Linked DNA regions of Mus musculus: all the other regions are linked to region 1. Evidence: chromatin contacts called from public HiChIP or PLAC-seq and Micro-C data. All regions are on one chromosome and are shown on one strand. The core of a region is the stretch at or near the end of the contact, and the rest is flanking DNA. Distances in the headings are between cores, read along the strand shown. Region 1 holds the start of Osbpl10 (oxysterol binding protein-like 10). Region 2 holds the start of Dync1li1 (dynein cytoplasmic 1 light intermediate chain 1). Region 3 overlaps Stt3b (STT3, subunit of the oligosaccharyltransferase complex, homolog B (S. cerevisiae)).

Region 1 (2,751 bases), core at 67-2,566:
GATGAGGGGGGAGAAAGGGAGACAGACAGACAGAGGCCGTTGTGCCTGATCCTTAAGTCCTTCCATACAACAGAAGTCCACACCTCATCACCCCATGTATGCTGAGAACTCCACTCTCTGACATCCCGATCCTTCCAGAAGTCTGTCCATCACTAGACTTGCCAACTTCTTTTTTGGGGCAAGTTCTCCCGATGTGGCTCCGACTAGCCTGGAATTCACTATGTAGCCCAGGCTAGCCCCAAACTCAAGTCCACTGGCCTCATGTCTCTTAAGTGCCTAGCATTACAAGCATCTGCCACCACGCCCAATTCAAGGCTTGGCAACTTTGAGAGGGAAGCAAAGAAACTTCACATGCACCTGAACGGGGAATAATAACAAACTGCGCTGTTAAGCCACCCACTAGGGAAGGGATATGCACACCCTGGGAGCGGGACACTCCAAAGATGACAAGTGACAGGTTCCTTGTTGTATTTCAAACATCGTACTTTAACAGGAACTACGGAGTGGGGAGAACTGTGCTGGACAACGAGTGCCGAATGCTTTCTGCGCCCGGCACCGAGCATTCCCTCTCTGCGGGTCCCTCTCAACCCTTCTTCTTGGGTGTGAGAGACCCTCAGCAGGTAGGACACCGGAACTACCTAGGGCGCACCCGACGCCACTCCAGATTCTGCCAGCTTTCAGCACCCAAGGAAAACCAGGGTTCCTGCCTCCCTCCCGCTGCTGCGGCGCCCGCCAGGGTGCAGGAAGGACGAGGTGTCCAGGCAGTCCCCAGCCGCGGGTGGCGCCACGTTCCACACCCGGGGAGCGCGCGGGGGCGCGAGCGGCGGACTCCTTACCTGCTTTGCCAGCCCTGGAGGAGGTTGGTGTATTTGCTGAGCACGCCCTCGAGCGCCGGCTCCCTCCTTCGGCCGCCTCCTCCGGACGGGCTAGCCGCCACCGAGCCGGGACTGCTGCGGCTGCCCCCGCCGCCCAGTCCCGCGGCCCCAGAGCGGCTGGCCACCCCTCGGCCAGCCAGGGAGCAGGAGGGCGAGGAGCCCGCCGAAGTGGCGCGGCTGCTGCTCCGGCTGCTGCTATTGCTGCCCCCGCCACCGCCGCCGTCTGTGCTCTGGGCCGCCCTCTCCATGATCGCTGCGCGCCCGGGGAGCCGGTGGCCGCCGCGGTGGCAGCCCCGCCGCCGCCTCCTCCTCCTCCTCCGCCGCCGCCGCCGCCGCCGCCGCTGCCGCTACAGCTCCGGGCTCCCGGGCCGCGCGTGGCTGCTCTGATTCCCCGGGAAATGCCTGACTCATACAGGAGGAAGAAGAGGAGGAGGGAAAGAGGGCTGGGAAGGAAGCCAGCCGGGCTAGCTGCAGCTGCGGCCGCCCCTCCTCCCGCCTCGACCAGGGCCCGGCCCCGCCCTCCAGCCACTTCTCGGGCAAGTTCGGGGCTCCAGGTCCCTCCTCCTCCTCCAGCTCCTCGAACCTTGCAGTCGCTCGGAGCCCGGGCTAAGGATGCTCCTGGGGCGGGCCTGGCAGACAGAGTGGGCACGCCCTACATCGGCCCCCTTCACCCTAGCCTTTTGTTGCCCCCTCACTTGGATCCTGACCGGGGAAATCTCCGCACGCCCTTCTCCCCACCCCCAACCCACCTCGAGACCTGGAGGGAGGGACGGTCCTACCCACCCGGTACACCCGGATATGGACCCGCCCGGTCCCTGACACCAGCACGCTCCCTCTCGGTGTGTCGGCGCACAGGAGCCTGGGCCAAGCACGTACACGGTCACCTGAAAATTAGCCTCACTGAGGGAGCCTAGAAACAGGGCAGCAAGGCCCTCGGGGCTCTCCCATGGGTTTGAAAGCGGAAAGGAAGGGGCAGCAGGTGACTCTCCCAGGTGAGCAGGCTGTCAGCTGGGGCCGGTTCCACAAGTCAGAGATCGGATGGATGCACAGCGAATACCAGGCTAGGACTAGGTGCCTTCCAGTGAGCGTTCTCCTGACCTCACACGCTCACTTCACCCTGATCCCAGGGGTGATGGGCACAGACAAACAAGAGTGAGGAGTCACTGCGCTGGATACTGCACACCCGAGAGCCAGAGGGGCCCAAACCAGAGGGCAAATGAGAAGACTCACATACACACACTTCACTGTCCGCCAAGAAACTTCTTTTGCCCACCCACACGCTGGGTTCTTCTCAATCTGTCTTGCTCTTTAGCAAAGGCAGAGAGATATCGGGCTCTCTCCAGCCCACTAGTTATCGTTGTGGATATAAATATTCAATGCAATCTGGTTGTTTCTAAAATTAGAACTCTGAGAAGCTGGGACCTCTCCTTACACACACACATACACACACGATAGATGGATAGATGATAGATAGATAGATAGATAGATAGATAGATAGATAGATAGATAGATTTTTTTTTAATTGCTAGGTAGAGTCCATTCTCACAAGCACAGCCCCCAAGTCCTTTCAGCTTCACACCTGTCTGAAAGTTTTCAGAGGGTTCAGCTCTGGAGACGCCCATGCAGATGCTTCAGAGGTGATGGTAAGAGATGGCCACCACGTAAATAGGAATTCCAGGTGTCCACATATTATGAAAAAGTAAAACAGCCTTGCAAGAAGAAATACGAGAACCACACTGAAGCTGGGTGGGGGGGTCTACTCCTATAATCACAGCAGAGGATGAGGAGGCAGAGGGAGGTGGATCTCTCTGAGTTTGAGGCCAACCTGGTCTACAGAGCAAGTTCTAGGACAGCCAGGGCTACACAGAGAAACTGG
Region 2 (2,751 bases), core at 96-2,595, 290 kb after region 1:
TTTCTTCCTACCGACTCATTCATTGTCACCCGTGGAGAATCTCAGGTAACTAAAACTCTTCAAGCACAGTTTCTCAGCCTTTTGGCTAAAATCAAAGAGTCTGAAGTCTCGAAACACCCACTTCCAAGTTGTAAAATATTACTGTCACCCTATTATACACTCCAATATCCTGCATGTAAAAAGAAAAGGTGGGGGTTGGAATTCCTCCCAGAGCTGGAAAGACCTGCAAAACTGTTAAGTGGGATTGTTTATTGTCCCTGGGTCCTTTATCCTCACTTTGCAGCCAGTAGATTTAAAAAAAAAAAAAAAAAAAAACCTAAGAGAAAGGGGAGACATGTCTCCCTTATTCCAGCCATTCCGCTGAGGGCACTAAATGAGAACGCTGTTCTACTGCCCTTTACAAATTTCAGAGTTATTAGGTGACAGTTAAAAAGGCAACTGCAACCCGAGCACCCAGCACTGGGAGAACGGGAGAACGCTGATTCAAATAACACTCCTCACGACCCAGTCTCTGGCTCCTGTCAATTACACAAAAGAGTCTGCTATTAAATATTGATGGCATGCATTTGCGCTGGGGCTCTCACCAAGAGCCCTCATGCTACCAATCTCTGTCAAAAACTGTCCCCGTCTTTCTAGGTAGAATCCCAGACCACTGGGAGTGCCTCGGGTGTTATGTTCATTCTGTCTCTCCCAGAGGAGATGACAGAGCCACCCCACATCCCAGGGAGGAGAAAAGACCGGAGGGTCCAGGCCGGAAGGACCAGGGACCCCTTGTCCCCCCAGCTGTCAGCAGCAAGCCGGGAGGCGGGGCGCAGCCGGGCCCGAGTGTCCGCACAAAGGCAGTGGGCGAACGGATGTGACCGTGCACCCGGGCCACATCGGATATCACTTACCCAGCAGCAGCACGTTCTTCCCGGTCGGGAGCTTGGAGCGCGAGCGCGTGGAGACCTCGCTGAGGATGCAGGACCTAACAGGGAGCAAGGCGCAGGCTAAGTAAGGCCGGGCCCGACCGAGGACGAGAACCGCCGGGCCCAGCTCCCGGGAGGCCCCGCCCGTCTCCCAGCTCCCGCGGGGCTCGGGGATCCCAGAGGCGTCCGCCCTGGCGAGGAGATAACCCGCGGGGGACCGGAGAGGGGTGCGGTCCTTACCAAAGGTTCTGCCCGTCCTCATCGTCGCCCGCCGCGGGGCCGCCGCTGCCCGACGCTAGCTCGTTGGCTAGGGGTCCGCTGGCGTAGGTCGAGGCTAGCCCGGGTGGAGATGAACCGAACGAGCCGACTCGCCCCACGGCCGCCATCTTGGTCGGGAATCACACCACTCCTGACAGGGCTGGAAGAACGAAGCGGCGACTGCGGCGGCGGCGGCAGCAGCGGCGGACGGAACCCGGATATGGACGCTCCGGGCTCGGGAGCCGACCGCGCCTGCGGGGGCGGGGACCAAGCCTGAGGGCGGGGTCTGGGGAGGGGTTGTCCAAGGAGCAGGGCGCTGCTGCACATGCGCGGCAGCAGACCGGGTCGCGCATGCGCGGCCTGATTCTCTGCTTGGACTGTGGTAATGCTGGTTTTCCCTGTGTCTCCAAGCTGAAACGCCGCCCAAAGTGCACCACCCGTCATCCCGGTTGCCCGCCGGGCGTGCCGGGCATGTCAGTAAGCGAAGCAGCTTCCCACCTTTCAGTGGGGCGGTAACCTGGGACCGGCGTGGATATCCAGCGCTGCCCACCCTTCAGTTGGGCCAAGTGGGGTTCAACAGCCTTAACTACCCCGGTCCTGGATTTCTGCTCTTTCCTCCTTAAATTCTAAAAGGACGATGAGTACCTCAAGGTGGACCCACATCTGGAGCCGGTTCTTCCAGACTCTTTGCGACTGCGAGACATAAATGTTGGCAACACTTGGAAAATTAATGGTCTTGATGGATTTGTGTTTTGGTTTGTTTTCTGATGGGAATCTCACGTAGCCCAGGCTAGAGTCTTTACCGATCTGCTTGCCTGTGGGTCCTAAGTGCTGAGGCAGGTGAACCGGTGCACATCACTATGCCCACCTCTGGTCTGATGTCTGATGTTTCAGATTCCTGTGAGATCTGAAAAGACTCCCTACAGGAGTCGGCTCTCCGTTACCATGGTTAATACACAAGCACGGAGAACCTAAGCCAGACCCCAGATAATTCTCTACTAGAACTTGATTAGCTAAATATAATGGAAAATCTAAGGCCTGTTTCCAGAAAGAGTCGATGGCTTTAAGGCTGTCGTGCGCCCCATAAGAACAATTGCTGAAGATAGTCTGACTTTTGAACATTTTTTCCCCTTACTTTGAAGAGAGCTCGTTCACGTGACCCGAGTGATGATGCTACTATGCAAGCGAGAAAATCCACAACCCCGCGCTGCATTTGCTACAGGCACTGCATTTACTAGGGTTTGTCCACTCGCTAATCTCGAGTTCAGACCCTAGTAATGTGGGATAAAGGGAAGATTAAATGGGATGATTCACATAAAAGATTTATAACTGTGCCCAGAAAATCATAAGTGTTCAGCGCGTGGTAATTACTGTTTTTATTTTTAAATCTTCTGTCAAAGATATATTTATTACTTTATGTATACAGGTATTTTGCCTGGATGTATGTCTGTGCACCACATGAATGTCTATGCCCTGGTGCCAGTAGAGGCCCGAAGGGAGCATCAATTCCCTGGAACGTGGATTGGGTTGAGAGCTAGCATGTGGGTGCTGGGAATTGAATCTAAGTCCTCTGGAAAGGAGCAAG
Region 3 (2,751 bases), core at 134-2,633, 270 kb before region 1:
CTCCTCCATCCTCCTCCACTCTCCTCCACTCTCCTCCACTCTCCTCCACTCTCCTCCATCCTCCTCCACTCTCCTCCATCCTCCTCCACTCTCCTCCACTCTCCTCCATCCTCCTCCATCCTTCTCCATGCCCAGGACCACACTTACACTGCATATCTATCAATTTGTAAGGACTCTGACATATATACTCTGATGGGTCTAGTTGTCTTCATGAATTCTTCTATCTGGGCATTGAGACCTGTTATGATGCTTCTTCCATTCTGTATTGTAGATTTAAAAAAAAGGTCATTGTCCTTTGACAGTAGTTGCTACTTTGCAATACTGAATGTTTTCCAAAAGGCTAACATTAGGTTTTGATGTTTCTTTCGCAGCTAGATTTTCGCACTCCCCCAGGCTTTGACCGAACACGTAATGCTGAGATTGGAAATAAAGACATTAAATTCAAGCATTTGGAGGAAGCTTTTACATCAGAGCACTGGCTTGTCAGGATATATAAAGTGAAAGCACCTGACAACAGGGAGACACTAGGTCACAAACCTCGAGTCACCAACATCGTCCCCAAACAGAAGTATTTGTCAAAGAAGGTGGGTGCCTGCCGAAATAATCTCCTGGGTTCAGTGGGTTAGTGGGTGAGTAGGCTGCTATTGGAAATGCTAACAACTGCTCATGAAGAACATGACGGATTGTGTGAGGAAGATACAAGGCTACAGGAGTCCTGTTTTCATCAGGAGCACTTGAGCAACCTCAAGCCACAACTTTGCAGGTGGCCTGCTGGTTGTTGGCAACCCCAATGGAAGCTTTTCTGCAGGCATTCTTACTCCAGTCTCTGCATCTCTCCCTGGGATCTAAATGGTGTCTGGCTAGTGCTGTCCTGCCTGCATGAAACTCAGAACTTAGGAGAGCTGTAGTGACTGCTTCCTCCTCTTCAGGTTAAAGCACACTTGTATTCATGCTCTACTCTTGAATGGGGCTTTTATTTTGTTTGCTGAGTAGATTGTCTGCAGTTGAATGAGCCCTTCTGAAACAAAAACCCAAACAAATCCCTTTTCTTAAGCTACCTATTTTTAATGTAATTACTATGACAGAGCTTGTAGGCAGGGATTGTGAGGAGACCATGGCAGTCCTTTCTTAACAAACAGTGGGTCAGGTAGTCTCTTACTGGGGTCATTACTCCTTTAAGTTGGGTAGATGTCCTAACCTTCCCTAGTAGAGATAGCTGACAGTGACAGTGGCCGCAGGGAGAGGTGCCGTCAGTCAGGAGTGCCACCGTGGCTATGGTTGCATAGTACTGATCAGTAAACTGATGCAGGCAGTCCCTAGGGACTCCGTAACCTGAACAGTTCACTCACACTGGCTAAGTACACGCCCACCACTTCAGAACATGAGTCACATCGCTTAGACTTTCCAAGTGGTAACTTGTATTCACTTTTATGAAGTGATTTGCAGTGTAGACTAGGCTGGTCTGAAACTAGAAACTTTACTGTCCTCACCTCCTGAATACTGGCTCTATGTATGTCTAAATAGAAATTTATTTTTAACATATTTAGTTTGAGGAGTGGAGGAGGAGGTATGCCCCACTCCTGAGGTGCAGAGATCAGAAGACAGTCTGTAGAGTTGGTTCTCTCCACCACCAGGGCAGCCTTGGTAACAAGTGTTAATGTAAAAACCTAGTTCCTGCATGAGATACATACAGTGCTTTCCTCTGCGTCTTAGATCTGGCCATCCTCTTGGTTTAGCAGATGTCCTTGTAGCAGTTTCTCCAACCATATCTGGTGCAGTCTTCTACAGAAACACCTGCATTTTAGTAGGGCTGGAGAGATGGCTCAGTGGGCAAAGTGACTGCTGACCTGATCCCTGGCACCTGCATCAGAAGCACATTATGACAGGCAGCATACACCTGTCAACCTACCACTGGCGGGGCAGGCAGATCCCTTGTCCGGCCAACCTTGCTGAATTGGTGAGCTCTAGGTTCAGTGACAGACTGTCACTGTCTCAAAAACAAGATGGAGAACAGTAGAGGTTGGCGTTGGACCTATGTGCGTGTATGCCTAAGTGCACACATATGCCCACATAAACAATATTAGACAACAAGCTGTGAAGAATTGTTTTATTTTTACAAGATTTATGAAACTAGAGGAATGTTTGTTTTCATCTTGACATGCTGCCTTCCTCAGAGGACATGACAGAATAGGCCAAGGGATTTTTGCCTTTTAAGTTTTGAAGGTACATGGATTATCATCCTCATTCTGCAGATGGGAGAGTGGGGCTCTGAGACGGGCTCCATTACTGTATTTCTGACACAGCCAGTTTCCTGCGGCTGCTTAGCCAGCAGTAGCATCACCTTTCTAGTTCCTTAGACTGGACCTGGACTCTGCTGTTGTTCCCACTAAGCGTGTAGTGCTTGAAGAGGGAGACAGGAGGGACGCTGTCGGTCCTCTAAAGCTACTCATCCAAGTTTTCTTACAGGACAGCAGTGCACTGTCAGGTCCCAAGACTAACTTTCATAACAAAAGCTGGGTGTGTCTAGGTGCTTCTGTGTGTGAGACACCTGAACTAATTCCATGTATTCTTCTCTCTTTCTAGACTACTAAAAGGAAGCGTGGCTACGTTAAAAATAAGCTAGTGTTTAAGAAAGGCAAGAAGACCTCTAAGAAGACTGTTTAAATGCGCTGTTCTGGCCTCACTTGCAGCAGTCCTTGAGAGAACCGGTCTTTGCCTTCTGCTCATGTCCTGTTTCACAGCACCAAGGGT

What was found. A called contact is a pair of places that touch in the nucleus more often than the background predicts. HiChIP or PLAC-seq counts read pairs in DNA pulled down with a chosen protein or histone mark.
Region 2: a contact with region 1 is called in a Micro-C map of embryonic stem cells, with 2.1 times the contacts expected there. The contact joins the promoter of Dync1li1 here to the promoter of Osbpl10 in region 1. A contact is called at or near these places in 1 of 39 promoter capture datasets (pre-B cells), 1 of 484 Hi-C or Micro-C datasets (embryonic stem cells) and 1 of 9 other capture datasets (liver).
Region 3: an H3K4me3 HiChIP or PLAC-seq map of embryonic forebrain shows a contact between it and region 1, with 4 times the contacts expected there. The contact joins the enhancer-like site here to the promoter of Osbpl10 in region 1. A contact is called at or near these places in 6 of 39 promoter capture datasets (the 3T3-L1 cell line, 3T3-L1-derived adipocytes, embryonic stem cells and 2 more), 2 of 484 Hi-C or Micro-C datasets (cerebral cortex and cortical neurons) and 4 of 115 datasets of contacts at active chromatin or transcription factors (bone marrow-derived macrophages, embryonic forebrain, embryonic hindbrain and 1 more).

Annotation. Positions count from the first base shown.
Region 1 is chr9:114,977,050-114,979,800 of GRCm38.p6, reverse strand. It overlaps Osbpl10 (oxysterol binding protein-like 10), which reads right to left and starts at 1,316. Exons shown (of 12, transcript NM_148958.3): 1 at 837-1,316. The coding sequence starts at 1,123.
Region 2 is chr9:114,687,425-114,690,175 of GRCm38.p6, reverse strand. It overlaps Dync1li1 (dynein cytoplasmic 1 light intermediate chain 1), which reads right to left and starts at 1,345. Exons shown (of 13, transcript NM_146229.2): 1 at 1,149-1,345; 2 at 894-967. The coding sequence starts at 1,294.
Region 3 is chr9:115,243,878-115,246,628 of GRCm38.p6, reverse strand. It overlaps Stt3b (STT3, subunit of the oligosaccharyltransferase complex, homolog B (S. cerevisiae)), which reads left to right. Exons shown (of 16, transcript NM_024222.3): 15 at 372-584; 16 at 2,584-2,751. The coding sequence ends at 2,664. Among named protein-coding and RNA genes, the nearest start is that of Gm26962, 45 kb to the right of the region's middle. Within about 2 kb of position 1,383, at least 16 of the 459 cell types and tissues checked have an H3K27ac peak or open chromatin away from gene starts, as enhancers often do.